2 separate regions of the Bos taurus genome follow, and region 1 is linked to region 2. A link is a contact called in public Hi-C data. All regions are on one chromosome and are shown on one strand. The core of a region is the stretch at or near the end of the contact, and the rest is flanking DNA. Distances in the headings are between cores, read along the strand shown.

Region 1 (6,641 bases), core at 2,573-5,072, 330 kb before region 2:
GAGAAAGATAAGCAGAATTTTGTTTTGTTCACTGATGTTATAATAGATATGTGCCTAGTGCTCTACAATTTCTAAAACCCAAATCATCCCAATTAATTCTCAGAACATCCCTTAAGATAGATGGGATTATAGTCCTTTCAAAGAAAAGGAAATCAAGAATCTACCTGAGGTCAGTTCAGTTCAGTTGCTCAGTCGTGCCCAACTCTTTGTGACCCCCATGGACTGAAGCATGCCAGGCTTCCCTGTCCATCACCAATTCCCAGAGTTTGCTCAAACTCTTGCCCTTTGAGTAGGTGATGTCATCCAACCATCTCATTCTCTGTCATCCCCTTCTCCTTCTGCCTTCTATCTTTCCCAGCATCAGTGTCTTTTCCAATGAGGCAGTTCTTCACATCAGGTGGCCAAAGTACTTGCATCAGGTGGCCAAAGTACTTGAGGTCACATTGCCAATAAAGATTGGAGTTACTAAAGCCCAGGTGTCTGGACCCAGCTCAATTCCTTCTCCAGCCCACCATCACTTCATTTCACTTACTACAATGTAAGGTCTGCGTGGATAGAATTTCTAAATACATAAACCAACAAAAAACTGAGATGTTTCGATGAATTGGAAGTGCATGTATCTCTTTGAGGGCCTGAATTCAATCCTTTCAGATAAACATCAAGAAATAGGATTATTGAGTCATATAGCAGGTCAATTTTTAAATTTTTTAAAGCTGTTTTCTACAGTGGCTACATCATTTTACTTTCCTGCTAACAGTGTAATAGTATTCCAACTTCTGTACATCCTCACCAATACTTGTTATTATCATTTATTATTGCTTTTGTTTTATAATGACCATTCTAACAGGTAAGAGGTGGTACTTCATTGTGGCTTTGATTTGCATTTTCTTGCTGACTAGTAATGTTAGCATCCTTTGCTATACATTTGGCCATTTGTAAGTCCTCTTTGGAAAAATCTATTTAGACTCTTGCTCATTTAAAAAAATCAAGTTATTTGGTGTTTTTGCTATTGAGTTGTAGGAGTTCCATGTGGTACTTTGGATATTAACCCCTATCAGATTTATATTTGCACTCCCATGTCCATTGAAGCATTATTTAAAATAGGCAAAGCAATCTAAATACCAAAGACAGATGAATGGATAAATAAAATGTGAGATATAATAAATAAAGCTGATATTTATATATGTATATGTGCTTCCCAGGTGGCGCTAGTGGTAAAGAATCCACCTGCCAATGCAAGAGATGTAAAAGATGTGGGTTCAATCCCTGGGTCGGGAAGATCCCCTGAAGGAGGAAACAGCAGATCCCCTGAAGGAGGAAAGAGCAACCCACTCCAGTATTCTTGCCTGGAAAATTCCACGGACAGAGGAACCTGGTGGGCTACAGTCCATGGGGTCCCACAGAGTCGGACACGACTGAGTGTCTCAGCACATAAATGTACATATATACATGAAATATTATTCAGCCACAAAAAGAAAGAAATTCTGCCATATGCCACACCATGGATGAACCTAGAGGACATCATGCTAAGAAAATAAACCAGTCACAGAAAGACAATTACCACAAGATTCTACTTACATGAGGTACCGAGAACGGTCAGCCTTATTGAAACAGAACATAGGAGGATGGTTGTCAGGGGCAGGGGAGGGGAAGTAGGAGTTGCTTGCTGTTCAAAGGGTAAAGATTCTCAGTCCTCAAAAGTTTTGGAGACAGGCTGTAAAGCCTGATGCTTATTATTAACAGTACTGTACTGTACACTTAAGAGGGTAGAGCTCCTGTGTTTTCTACCACCATAAAAAAACCTACAAACAATAACAAAATGAAGGAAAAGATGAGAGCACTGAAATATAAAAATCTATTCAATGCAGTAGTTGACTGTTTTTGAATACAAATCCACCGCAGATGACAATTCAGACCCTCCCTCTGGGCCAGTCTTTGTTCCGCTGATGGGCAGTTGGGGCAGTGACACCGGGAGGCCACCTGCTGAGAACTGGGCCGAAAAGTGACCAGAGGTGGGATCCATCAATTAACCCTTGACCCCCTCGCCATTCACCGTCACAGCGGAGCAGATCTGGCTGGCCCTCTTCGTGTTCACCTCTCTTCACCCTCAGAGAGTAGCTGCCCTAAATTCAGCTCCTTTTTTTCAGGGGCGGGAATGTGAGGACGTTCACATGCTGACCTTCCTGAAATGAGGTAAGAAGTAAACTCTTTTTTTTTTTTCTTTCTTTCTTTTTCTTTTCTGGTTGACAGTCAAGAAGATCTCTGGTTTATGAGAGTAAACTCGGTTACATTTTTGGCTACCAATGACTGGCTCTCTGAGCAAATACAGATGGACAGTCCTTGGAGTCTGGGGAAGTGTGGAAAATCTGATGAGGAAGGTGTGGGCCTGGCCAATGGAAAGCGTTTTGGTGGGTCTAATGATTTTGGGAAAATCTCTGCAAGGCTGGAACATTTTGCCACACATAAGTGGTTATTTCCGTAGCCTCTTCTGCATTCACTGAGGGCTCTGTGTAGCCGACCGGAGAGCAAGAAAACTGAAAAACAGCCTCAACGTGTTTGTCAGGAGAGAGATTTCAATTTAGGTTTTTTTCCAAGTGTATTGCATGTAACAAAGCCTGTATTTCTTTTTCATTTCCAATGAAATCTGCCTCATTCTGGTTCATTGAACTCTTGGAAACATAGTTTAATATGTTCCGAAAGCCCTTTGAGCCCTTTGAGGCAGGACTGTGAAGGCTTTCACCACCGCCCCCCTTCTGTAGAAGCAGGAAATCAAGTTCTGCCAAATGCAAATGAGCTCAGACTCCAAAAGGCCAAATTTCAAAATCCAGAATGCAGTGGGTTTGCAGACAGCAAGCCCTGCACACATGATATTTTGGGGGTCTAAGAAAAGACAGAAAGTCATCACAACACACTTATAATTTCCGACTTAAGAAACACCCATCTTGTACAGCACAGGGAACTCTGCTCAATGTCATGTGGCAGCCAAGATGGGAAGGGAGTTTGGGGGAGAATGGATACATGCACATGTATGGCCGAATCCTTTCACTGTTCACCTGAAACTATCACAACATTGTTAATTGGCAATATAAAATAAAAAATTAAAAAATAAAAACCTGTCTGCACAGGACATCTTAGATTTCCATCAGTGAGTTAGAATACTTTTCCTTCCTTTTTAAGGTGTCTTCAGAAACCCCTACCCCCAGGACCCCCTGTTTCTACAGTTGTCTGTGTTTTTGTTGGGAAAAGTATGACCTCTCTTTGATCCCCGTGTCATAGTCGATCCACACCGATTGCCTGCAAAATGGCCCTGGCTTTGCTGGAAGCAAATAGAAACTGGTCCATTAAAAGTTCCTACCGTCCCTCAAAGGGTTAAGGGAGTCCGTTCCAAAGGAGTTAGGCAACCACTGAAATAGGATAATAAATGTGGCACTCTCAGACTATCAGTAGCAAATATTTGAGCTTATCAAATAACGGAGGAAGTAGTTTAGTTACAAATAAACCAATCTCTCATAAAACAAGTTTTCACACAGGGTCATTTCATTGAGCTGGAGACAGCTAGAGGCCACTCGTAGGCAGAACTCCCACTCTGTGTGCAGCGGGTACAGCCTCTGGTGATTAATGGACAGCCAAGGGGGGCGGCCGCCGCCCGCAGGTCTGCTGAGAAACCCAGCCGGGCAGCCTATCAGCAGCATAGCCATAAACAGCATCTCAGGATTATTGGGAGGAAGTGACTCATCCTCTGGGAACATAGCTGGATTTGTGCTCTCTCTCCCTCACCACCCGCCTTCTTTCCCTCCCTTTTCCCCCCTCTGTATAGCAGAGGCCATCGTGTCCTAGAAACTATAGTAGATGTCACTGCTTGGCACTTGCTGTGCAAAGAGAGTCTGTGGGTGTGAGGGGGAGGCGAATGCTACTCTTAAAGTAACAGTGACTGTGCTGCCCAGGAGCTCTATGGAGGCTCTTGTTCTCCCGCCTTTGAGATTAGTTGGTTGAAGGCATCTCATTTAGATTCCAGAAAAAGTACAGACGCTGTGTTCGGCAAAGAGGGGGAAAAAAATAGAGTTCCTTGTTTCAAAGTTAAACTCTCATTGAGAGTTTAGAAATAAAAAATATCTTGGCGTGATTTGATTAATTTAGCAAGGAAAAAAGAAAAAGAATGCTGCCAGAGCCTCAGGATGTAAACGTCACCACTAAGGAAACTGAAATATGCGTATGATATTTCTATATTATGATATCATAGGACGTTTGTTTTATTCCCCCAAGGACTGTAAAAATAAAACATGTAGATTATACGAACTACAGAAATAGAGCTATAAAGCTGGAAAAATTCAACCATGATACCACCATTTGAAGGCAACCATTATGAACACTTTGTAAATTTTCTTCCAGCATCTTTAAAAATAGATTGTTGAGACCTTAAGCATATGTGGAGTTTTGTTTCTTACTATTTTCAGCCACCATTTTAGCATAATGATGGCCCCATCCTGTTATTCAATCTTTCCTTATACATAATTTTAAAACTGCGAAGAACTTCTTTTTGCAACTTTAATTAACATAGGGCAGTTTGGGAAAGGCATAAACTTGTGCTAAAAGCAACATTTGCTCTATTTTTGAGGCATTTTTATTAAAAATTTTACTTGATCTGTTTCTAATAAAAATGGAAGAGAAAATTCTATGCTATTATTCTCATGGACTACCCATTAACTTTTGTGTTTAAAAATGAATATTCTCACCATTGAATTTTCTGCAGAATTAGAAGAGACTTGGTCTTGATCTCTTAACTTACAATATACTTAACCTGCTAATGCCCTGTCCAAAAGCATGAGCCCTTATTGACTAACCACTTTTGGATGTTAAGATGAATTAAAAAGTGAAGGCATGACTTCTATGTTCACCCTTTCTCACCCACATTCCCTACAGTACCTGCGTTTAGATGCCTTTTGTTTATGTGGGACATCTGAAATTACTTTTTATGACCATTATCTGTTCTGGGTCCAGAAACTGGACACATTTTCTCCCAACCAGCCCTAGAACCATTATACATCCTGAACAGTAACTCTACTGTGTCTCACCAACAATGCCTCTGCCTTTCTTCTATTTAATCCAGAATAGAAGTTATGTTGTGAGTGTCTATGTAGAAATATGGCACTGAATTCACTTAAAATATTCAGCACGCCTTCTGGTATAAGGTATGTCCTCTCCTTGTTCCTAGAACAATTTGCACTAAGGGTTAAAACACTGAGGTCGCCCCATCCCTTGGGGTGGAAGAGACTACTGCCTGTTCCCAGAGCAAGGGACTCAACCTGTTTCCAAATAGGGTTCCTCTAAATTGACTTTGGAGAAGGCAATGGCACCCCACTCCAGTACTCTTGCCTGGAAAATCCCATGGACGGAGGAGCCTGGTGGGCTGCAGTCCATGGGGTCACTGGGAGTCGGACACGACTGAGCGACTTCACTTTCACTTTTCACTGTTCTGCATTGGAGAAGGAAATGGCAACCCACTCCAGTGTTCTTGCCTGGAGAATCCCAGGGATGGGGGAGTCTATGGGGTCGCACAGAGTTGGACACGACTGAAGCGATTTAGCAGCAGCAACAAATTGACTTTAGTATTGATTCCTATGAGACTTCAGAGAAAGGACAGAAAATAGTTTCCTTTTAGAAGAAAGTACAGTTGTACCTAGATTCTTGCCTTGCCCCAGAATAAAGGACAGAAAATAGTTTCCTTTTAGAAGAAAGTACAGTTGTACCTAGATTCTTGCCTTGCCCCAGAATAGATATAATTTAGAAGGATAGTTTAGAAGATAGTTTTGAAAGCTGTTTCTCTTTGCAAAGTCCGAATGTTAATAGCCTTTCATTATAGTTAGTCAGAACTTACTGAGAAAGAAAATCCTAAATACTGAGGTATGTTGTACTTGTAAAATACTATATTTTAGTGTAGTCTCTCTCTATTTTTTAAAGATTTTATGTATTTAATTTTATTTGTTTATTTTTGGCCATGCTGGGTCTTTGTTGCTGTGTGGGCTTTTCTCTAGTTGCGGCGATCAGGGGCTACTCTCTAGATGCAGTGTGCAGCGGAGCAAGGGCTGTCGGTGGTGAGGGCTTCTGTCGTTGCAGCACATGGGATCAATAATCTCGGCTCTCTGGCTCTAGAGTACAGGGTCAGTGGTTGCAGTGCATGGGCTTAGTTGCTCTGTGACACGTAGGATCTTCCTGGATCAGGGATCGAACCTGCTTTGGCAAGTGGATCATTAACTACTGAGCCAGCAGAGAAGCCCTGTTGTCCCTCTCTTAAAGATTTCTTCTTAAGTGAATGGCAGCTCTCAGCTATAGGGAAGTCTACAAGATAAAGAAACCAACAATCTGGATACAGATTTGAATAAACATTTAATGTATCTCTATTTTTAAAAATCATTTGCTGTTAGTAAAAACATTTATGTTGAGTAACCACTGCATGAAGATGGAAATGAGTGAACATTTATTTAGCACATACTAAATATGTTCCGAATGTATTTTCCAAGCTTTACATTTGCTTAAGTAATTAATCCTTACAACACTTTGGGGGGATAAGTATTGTTATCCTCATTTTATCAAGTAATAAACCAAACACGTATAATCATTAAAGTGTGAAGGTCGGCCATCTC
Region 2 (6,824 bases), core at 3,893-6,392:
ACATGACTGAGCAACTTTCACTTCACTTTCCAAGTTACATACCTTGGTAGCACTCCAGAATGGGATTAGAAGGAATAAAGAATTGAGGAGCAAAAAAAGGGTCAGTTCTAGAAAAGGGCCTTGATTAGAATCCACAGAGCATCTCCTTCTGGAATACCTGTTGTGCCCAATCTCTCCTCTATGTCAGCTTAGGAAAAGTCTTTCTTATTCAATGCATGAGACCTAGGTTGAATCCCTGGGTCGGGATGATACCCTGGAGAAGGGAATGGCAACCCACTCCAGTATTCTTGCCCGGAGAATCCCATGGACAGAGGAGCCTGGTGGGCTACAGTCCATGGGGCCACAAAGAGTTGGACAAGACTGAGTGACTTATGTGAGTGTGTACACACACACACACACACACACACACACAAGGACATTCTGTACAGAGAAAGTCTGCCAAAGCTTGACATTTCATATATACTCAAAAGACATCATCCAGTGGTTGGGTTTCTAAAGTCTCATCTCTTTCTGCCTTCACCCCAAGTCCTGAGTGCCTCCAAGGAACTGCTGGGTCTTTTCCTTCCAGCAATAATAACAATCTGAGTTATGTGGGGCCACAGCCTCTGTCTGCCCTGGCTTCCAGAAATTTGCCTATCTTTTTACTAGCATCCAGTCCAAGCCAGCCAGTGGTAAGTTGGGGATCCACCTGGAGCCTAGAGAGCTTTCTCCTGCCCAGGAAGGGAACACAGAAGCCCATATCCAAGCTCTGTAAGCAGCTCAGAGAAGAACTCTTTTGCCTGTATCCCTCTTTTTTTAAGGATCTTAGTAGTTCCTTGGAAAGATGAAATCCTAAGCAGTGCAAAATTATTGCAATTTCTATGTACAACAGGGAAACGCGTGCGCGCGCACACATACACACACACACACAACAGAAACCTCATTCCCAGAACACACATGCCCTTAATGTAAGTTTGGCATTTGGCACACTACTGCATTTGGGGTGGGGTTTTTGTTTGTTTTCTTTTTCTGCCTTTCCCAAATCACTCTCAATTTGCACCATATTCTCTCATGTCTTTTTTTTTTTTTTTTTTTTTACTAAGAAGGTTTTGACTTAAAACTGAAAATATTCCAAGTGACAAGTAAGTAGCCCCTTCTCAAATAAAACCTGCAATAACATGCCTGGATTACATTAAGGAATGCTGGAGGGGATCCCAAAAACCAGTGTTTGAACAGTCAACCTGACAGAATCCTAGGACACCATTGAAAGGGCTCATGTTACCTAACTGACTTAGAGCTAATCGGTGTAATCCACGTGACAATACATTGTCTGATTTGGGGAACCTGCTGCCTTAAGGAGAGAGGGGCAGACCCTAGGGAGCCCCTGGGAGCGCCCCCAGCCTCCACCCCAGCAATGTGACAGCAGCCGCCTTGCCCTCTGGCTCTGCTTCTGAGCAATGTGGACCAAGAAGCTTCATAGAGTGAGATAACTTGGATTTATGGAGGTGAGTAAGCTTAACACAGAGACAAAAACAGGGAGCAAACCACAGAACGCGATCAATAGCTAATGTCCAAAGCCCAGGAGACAGAAGAGCCGTGAACCTCAGTTTCTTGGCAGGAAATCCAGATTGGTCTAGAAAGAAGCTTTGGGAAAGCGTTTGAACCAGTCTCAACAGAATGAAAACGTTTCTAAATGAGCTCTTTGACTAATTCTTCTCTTGGAAAATACGCAGACCAATTGAAGGGAAGGTTAAGTCTTTTAAGGGCAACTTAAACTTTCCTGTGGCTATTTAGCCCATTTCTGAGAATTAGTCTCAAGACTTTTTTTTCCTCCTTATCTGTTTCCCTTCTTCTTTAATTTTTTATTAGTTAATTTTTATTGCAGTATAGTTGCTTTATGTCTCAAGCCTCGTTAAAGCATAAGAATTCAAGAATAAACTCTGAGTAGTAGTGGATTGTCGCCTCCGGGATCTGGGTTAAATATCTAGGTAAGACAATAAATCTTAGTACCAACAACTGTATGTTCTGTCAAATGCCCTCCCACTCAAGAAAAATACTCCCAATATCTACTATTGACACTTTTCCTAAAGAACACTCTGGTGTGAGAGTCTGGTTTGAAACTGTTTGATCAGAAAGGAAAGTATGTGCGTTTACACTCTGGTTTCACTTCATGTCAGGCCATGCTGCCTATGAGAAGGCTGGTGGTACAGAATGCCACTCACCCTCCTTTATACTTACATCCCACAGACATGGGGATGTAACTTCAGAAAAACAAAGGATACTAGAGGGAGGAAGAGGAAGAGAAAGAAGTTGAGGATTAGAAGCTATAGACTACAGCTTCTACCCAATTTTGAGTGAGATTGATAATCTTCAGTGGCTTAAATAGCAAGATGGTCCTCTTGACTATCAGCATAGGCACCAGTTAGATTACTATTTCTTATCTCTTGTTCAAAGCTCTACTTCAAAGGACGATTATCAACTGTTCAAGTGGACAGCAAAACCTCGAAATGCCTTAGAGTACTCCAAAGAGAGGAAAATATGAAAGCATTCTTTCTTGAGGAAGAGGTAGGTCTGGGGTATGTTGAAGAGAAGAGAAAGAGGCTGATAATCCAGTCATGGTGCTCAAGTACTGATGAGTAAACAGACACTCAATAAGTCCCTGGGAAATTATGGAACTTAATTAGAAGTCAGAGTAACAGGGTATTTGGATGAAACTGTATTTAATTCTAACCTGGGAAAAGCTAGACATTGTAACATAGCAAAACCATTCAATGTATTCCAATAATTTTTTTTAATGATTCACTCATTCAACAAATATTTATTGAGCAACTGTTAGCTGCCAAGGTCTGTTGAGGTGTTGGCAAAACTGCTAAGAACAAAACAAGTGAGAATCCTGCCATCAGAGAGCTTATATCCTGGATATTATTACCATGTTGCTATACAATCAATTACAGACAACTGAGACTGCAAGGACTGGCCTTAGTCAATTATTCTGGCCATTTTTCTCTAATAATTTATGTCATAGTACTATTAATCACAGCTTAATTTGAATCTGTGTGTGTGTCTGTGTTTGAGTGGGGGTTGTTTTTGTTCAGTTGCTAAGGTGTGTCTGATTCTTTATAACCCCATGGACTGTACCATACCATGCTTCCCTGTCCTCCACTATCTCCTGGAGTTTGCTCAAGTTCATGTCCTTTAAGTCGGTGATGCTGTCTAATGATCTCATCCTCTGTGGTCGCCTTCTCCTCCTGCTCTCAATCTTTCTCAGCATCAGGGTCTTTTCCAAGGAGGTGGCTCTTCACATCAGGTGGCCAAAATATTGGAGATTCAGCTTCAACATTAGTCCTTCTAATGAATATTCAGGGTTGATTTCCTTTAGGATTGACTGGTTTAATCTACCTGCCATCCAAGGGATTCTCAAGAGTCTTCTCCAGCACCACAGTACGAAAGCATCAATTCTTTGGTGCTTAGCCTTCTTTCGTTCCAACTCTCACATCCGTACACAATTACTGGGAAAACCATAGCTTTGACTATATAGACTTTGTTGGAAAAGTGTGGGGGTAGGAAGGGAGTTTTAAATGTGAAATTCAGAAAATAATCACAGAGGAGAAGGTTATTTTGGGAAGATAGTTAGCCTTCCTGGAGGCACTCTGGTTTTTCCTTCAAAATAATAGTTTCTCAGGAAAAATAATTTACTTTCTAAAATCTTCTAGGACACTTCCTTCAGGATCATGTGTTCACAGTTCGCTCAACTCAAGGGAAAGGAGAATAACTTGAATATGCACCAAACACAGGAAATTTATAATGAGGACAAAATCCAAGGATAGAAGAGAAGCCTAAGTGTTGCTAAGGGCAGAATGAATCTGGAACTTGACTGTTTATCAGGTAGGAATTCTGCCAGATATTGTTTTGTGCATAGAAATAGACCAAGCATTACCTAATTATAATAAAACTTGAATTCAGAAAGAAGAAAGGCAGTAGCCTTTAAAAGGTAAATATAAGTTGTGACTTGTTACATTTTATAGGAGCTTTGCAGCAATAATAAAATAATCATCGGGACAAATCCTTATCTTTAAAGATAAGGATTAAAGGATTCAATACCGTATACGATATTTTCAAGTGCAAGGACAACAAGGAAGTTCTCTGTAGAAAATGCCCATCTGATTGAAGCACTTTCTTTCATTTTTCCAGCCCTGCCCTTGCGTTGGACTCTTCCTCCTGCTTTGCTTTCCAACACATTCTCTGGAGGTACCTAATAACTTTTGCCCAGGATTATACACTGATTGTAGCTGATTTGACTCTGTAATATATTTGTGTTATAAATGTCTATGTATCTGTTCTATATCCTCTTCCCTTCATACAGCACACACACACACACAAAGAAAAAAAAGGGAAAAAATCTCTAACAGATCAATTGCAGACTGATCCCACAGGAAGAAGCGAATGCTTTGATTTTTGTCTTAGGTAAGCTCCAGTACAAACAACGTTCAACTGTTCACACTCAATTTCAATTTCAGCCTTCTTATTCCAAACCCTAGATTGATGAATATTGCCAGGTAACATAAAGACTATGCCTCGCTTTTCTATAGGATAGATGCATCGATCCCAAACTATGTTTTAGCCATCTGCTTTCATTCAGTGAGTCTTGCTGTCGACGTGCACTGAAACTTTTGTTCCCAAAGTGATACCACTTTTTTTTTCCTTCTTCATATTGGGTCACTGTAGTAAAGGGAAACTAGACATTTTCTCCGTACAATAGAAAAGCCCCACTAAATGATGAACATCAAAAAATATCCCCTTTGAAAATTATTAAATCAAATAAACTTGTTTTGGTTGAGTGGTCAAAGGTCTGTATTAGAAGCAGCTACTCTTCTAGTTTATATGATATTTTAAGATGGTTACAGAGGTCTAGTGGGCTTCCCTGGTGGCTCAGATGGTAAAGAAAACGCCTGCAGTGTGGGAGACCTGGGTTCAATCCCTGGGTTGAGAAGATGCCCTGGAGGAGGACATGGCAACCCACTCCAACATTCTTACCTGGTGAATCCTCATGGACAGAGGACCCTGGCGGGCTACAGTCCATGGGGTCACAAAGAGTCAGACATGACCGAGCGACTAAGCACACTCACACACACAGCGGTCTAGTGGACACAGTGGTATCATTTTAAATTGTCTTGAGAATGAGGAAACACAAGGGATGTGTTCAGTTGACTGAAATGTGGCTAATGATTTCCCAGTGGATTGAGCCACAGATTATATAAACCACAAAGGTGATTGATGTGATCAGTCATCCCAAAATGTAGTTTAGCAATCACCAGCTAAAGTCCATGTTGCCTCAGCTGTCCCGGAACCTAATTGATTCTTGAAGGCACTGTTGAATTTCAGGTGTCCCTCATCTAGGAAAACTAACAAAAATCCAAACTTTCAAAACAAGCTACTATAAACTAATCTAAACGGCAGTAGAGTGTTCCCTGAAAATTACCCTTAAAATATGTATTATATGCATTGTTATTAGCAAAACTATGAATTGTATTCAATGCTTCTGTGTCACATTCGTTGTGTAAACGGATGGTGCGTGAATTACAATCTCAACTTACATGAGATATGAAGAACAGAAGTGATTGGAAAATAGTGTGTGTTCAAAAACCCATTTTGCACAAAGCAGTGAAGAACAAAGGCTAACCAATCTGACCCCAGCAGTCACAAATCTTGGAGATTGAACCCAACCATCAATATGTCTCAAACTTCTAAAATATCGAATTTTTTTAGCCACTACACTCTTTTTTAACCTATATACTGTTGACTTTAGGGTATAAATCATTAACAGTCATACTTTAAGTTTGACCTTTCACTTTCTTATCTAGAGAAAATTTCATTTTCAAGTATTCGATAATATGTAAAGTATTCAAAGTGTTGTAAGAGAACGTTTGGCCCATATCACCCAAGCTCAATAGCTAACAGTTGCTGCCACCTATAGGTCCAGTCTCAAGAGAAGGATGTAGGACCTGAAGAGGCTTGTAAGTTTCAAAGGCACAGTTCAACAGAGTAAGTTTTTAGGTTTTAGAGGGTTTTCCTCATAGGAAAACACAGTTAGAACCTTTGACTGTTGATGCAGTTCCCTGAAAAATTGCATTAGAAATGACAAATTTCATTGATTTCATCAACCATGATCTCTTTAAACCAACTCATGAGGGGCAGGAACTTTAGCAACCTCTTTACTCACGAAACAAGCAAATGAAACAAAATGAATCAAATTAACTGAAACTTAATTATGACTGCCATGGCTATACAATCATGGAAAATAAGTGACAAGGAGATATTTTCTATTGTGTCTATTAATATGTATCGCATGTGAGAGTCTGAATCTTTTTGGCTAGACACTTTAGCCATCCCTGTGATAAATATTTATAGTATAGTATAATTTCATCCTAAGGCTGAAAGAAAAGAAAAAATTTATATCCATAAAACAACTCAAACTTAAATCTCAGCTTCAGGATTTTATGTATCTGTAAAATGGAGATAGAAATGACCACCTTCAAATGTCATATTAAAGATTAGAAGACATTTTATTTTTATAGATCATCTATACATGCACATAAGCATATTGCTAAGTCACTTCAGTCGTGTCCGAATCTGTGCAACCCCATAGACGGCAGCCCACCAGGCTCCCTCATCCCTGGGATTCTCCAGGCAAGAACACTGGAGTGGGTTGCCATTTCTTTTTCCAATGCATGAAAGTGAAAAGTAAAAGTGAAGTCACTCAGTCATATCCGACTCTTAGCGACCCATGGACTGCAGCCTACCAGGCTCCTCTGTCCTTGGGATTTTCCAGGCAAGAGTACTGGAGT

The links. A called contact is a pair of places that touch in the nucleus more often than the background predicts.
Region 1: a contact with region 2 is called in a Hi-C map of liver, with 3 times the contacts expected there. The contact joins two enhancer-like sites. A contact is called at or near these places in 2 of 11 Hi-C or Micro-C datasets (liver and skeletal muscle).

What each region holds. Positions count from the first base shown.
Region 1 is chr12:55,171,297-55,177,937 of ARS-UCD2.0, reverse strand. No RefSeq gene overlaps it. Among named protein-coding and RNA genes, the nearest start is that of TRNAW-CCA, 49 kb to the right of the region's middle. Within about 2 kb of position 3,822, at least 47 of the 102 cell types and tissues checked have an H3K27ac peak or open chromatin away from gene starts, as enhancers often do. A contact at or near this core is called in liver, where this site is marked.
Region 2 is chr12:54,842,824-54,849,647 of ARS-UCD2.0, reverse strand. All of the region lies in intron 3 of LOC104973609 (a long non-coding RNA gene), which reads right to left. Among named protein-coding and RNA genes, the nearest start is that of NDFIP2, 270 kb to the right of the region's middle. Within about 2 kb of position 5,142, at least 1 of the 102 cell types and tissues checked has an H3K27ac peak or open chromatin away from gene starts, as enhancers often do. A contact at or near this core is called in liver, where this site is marked.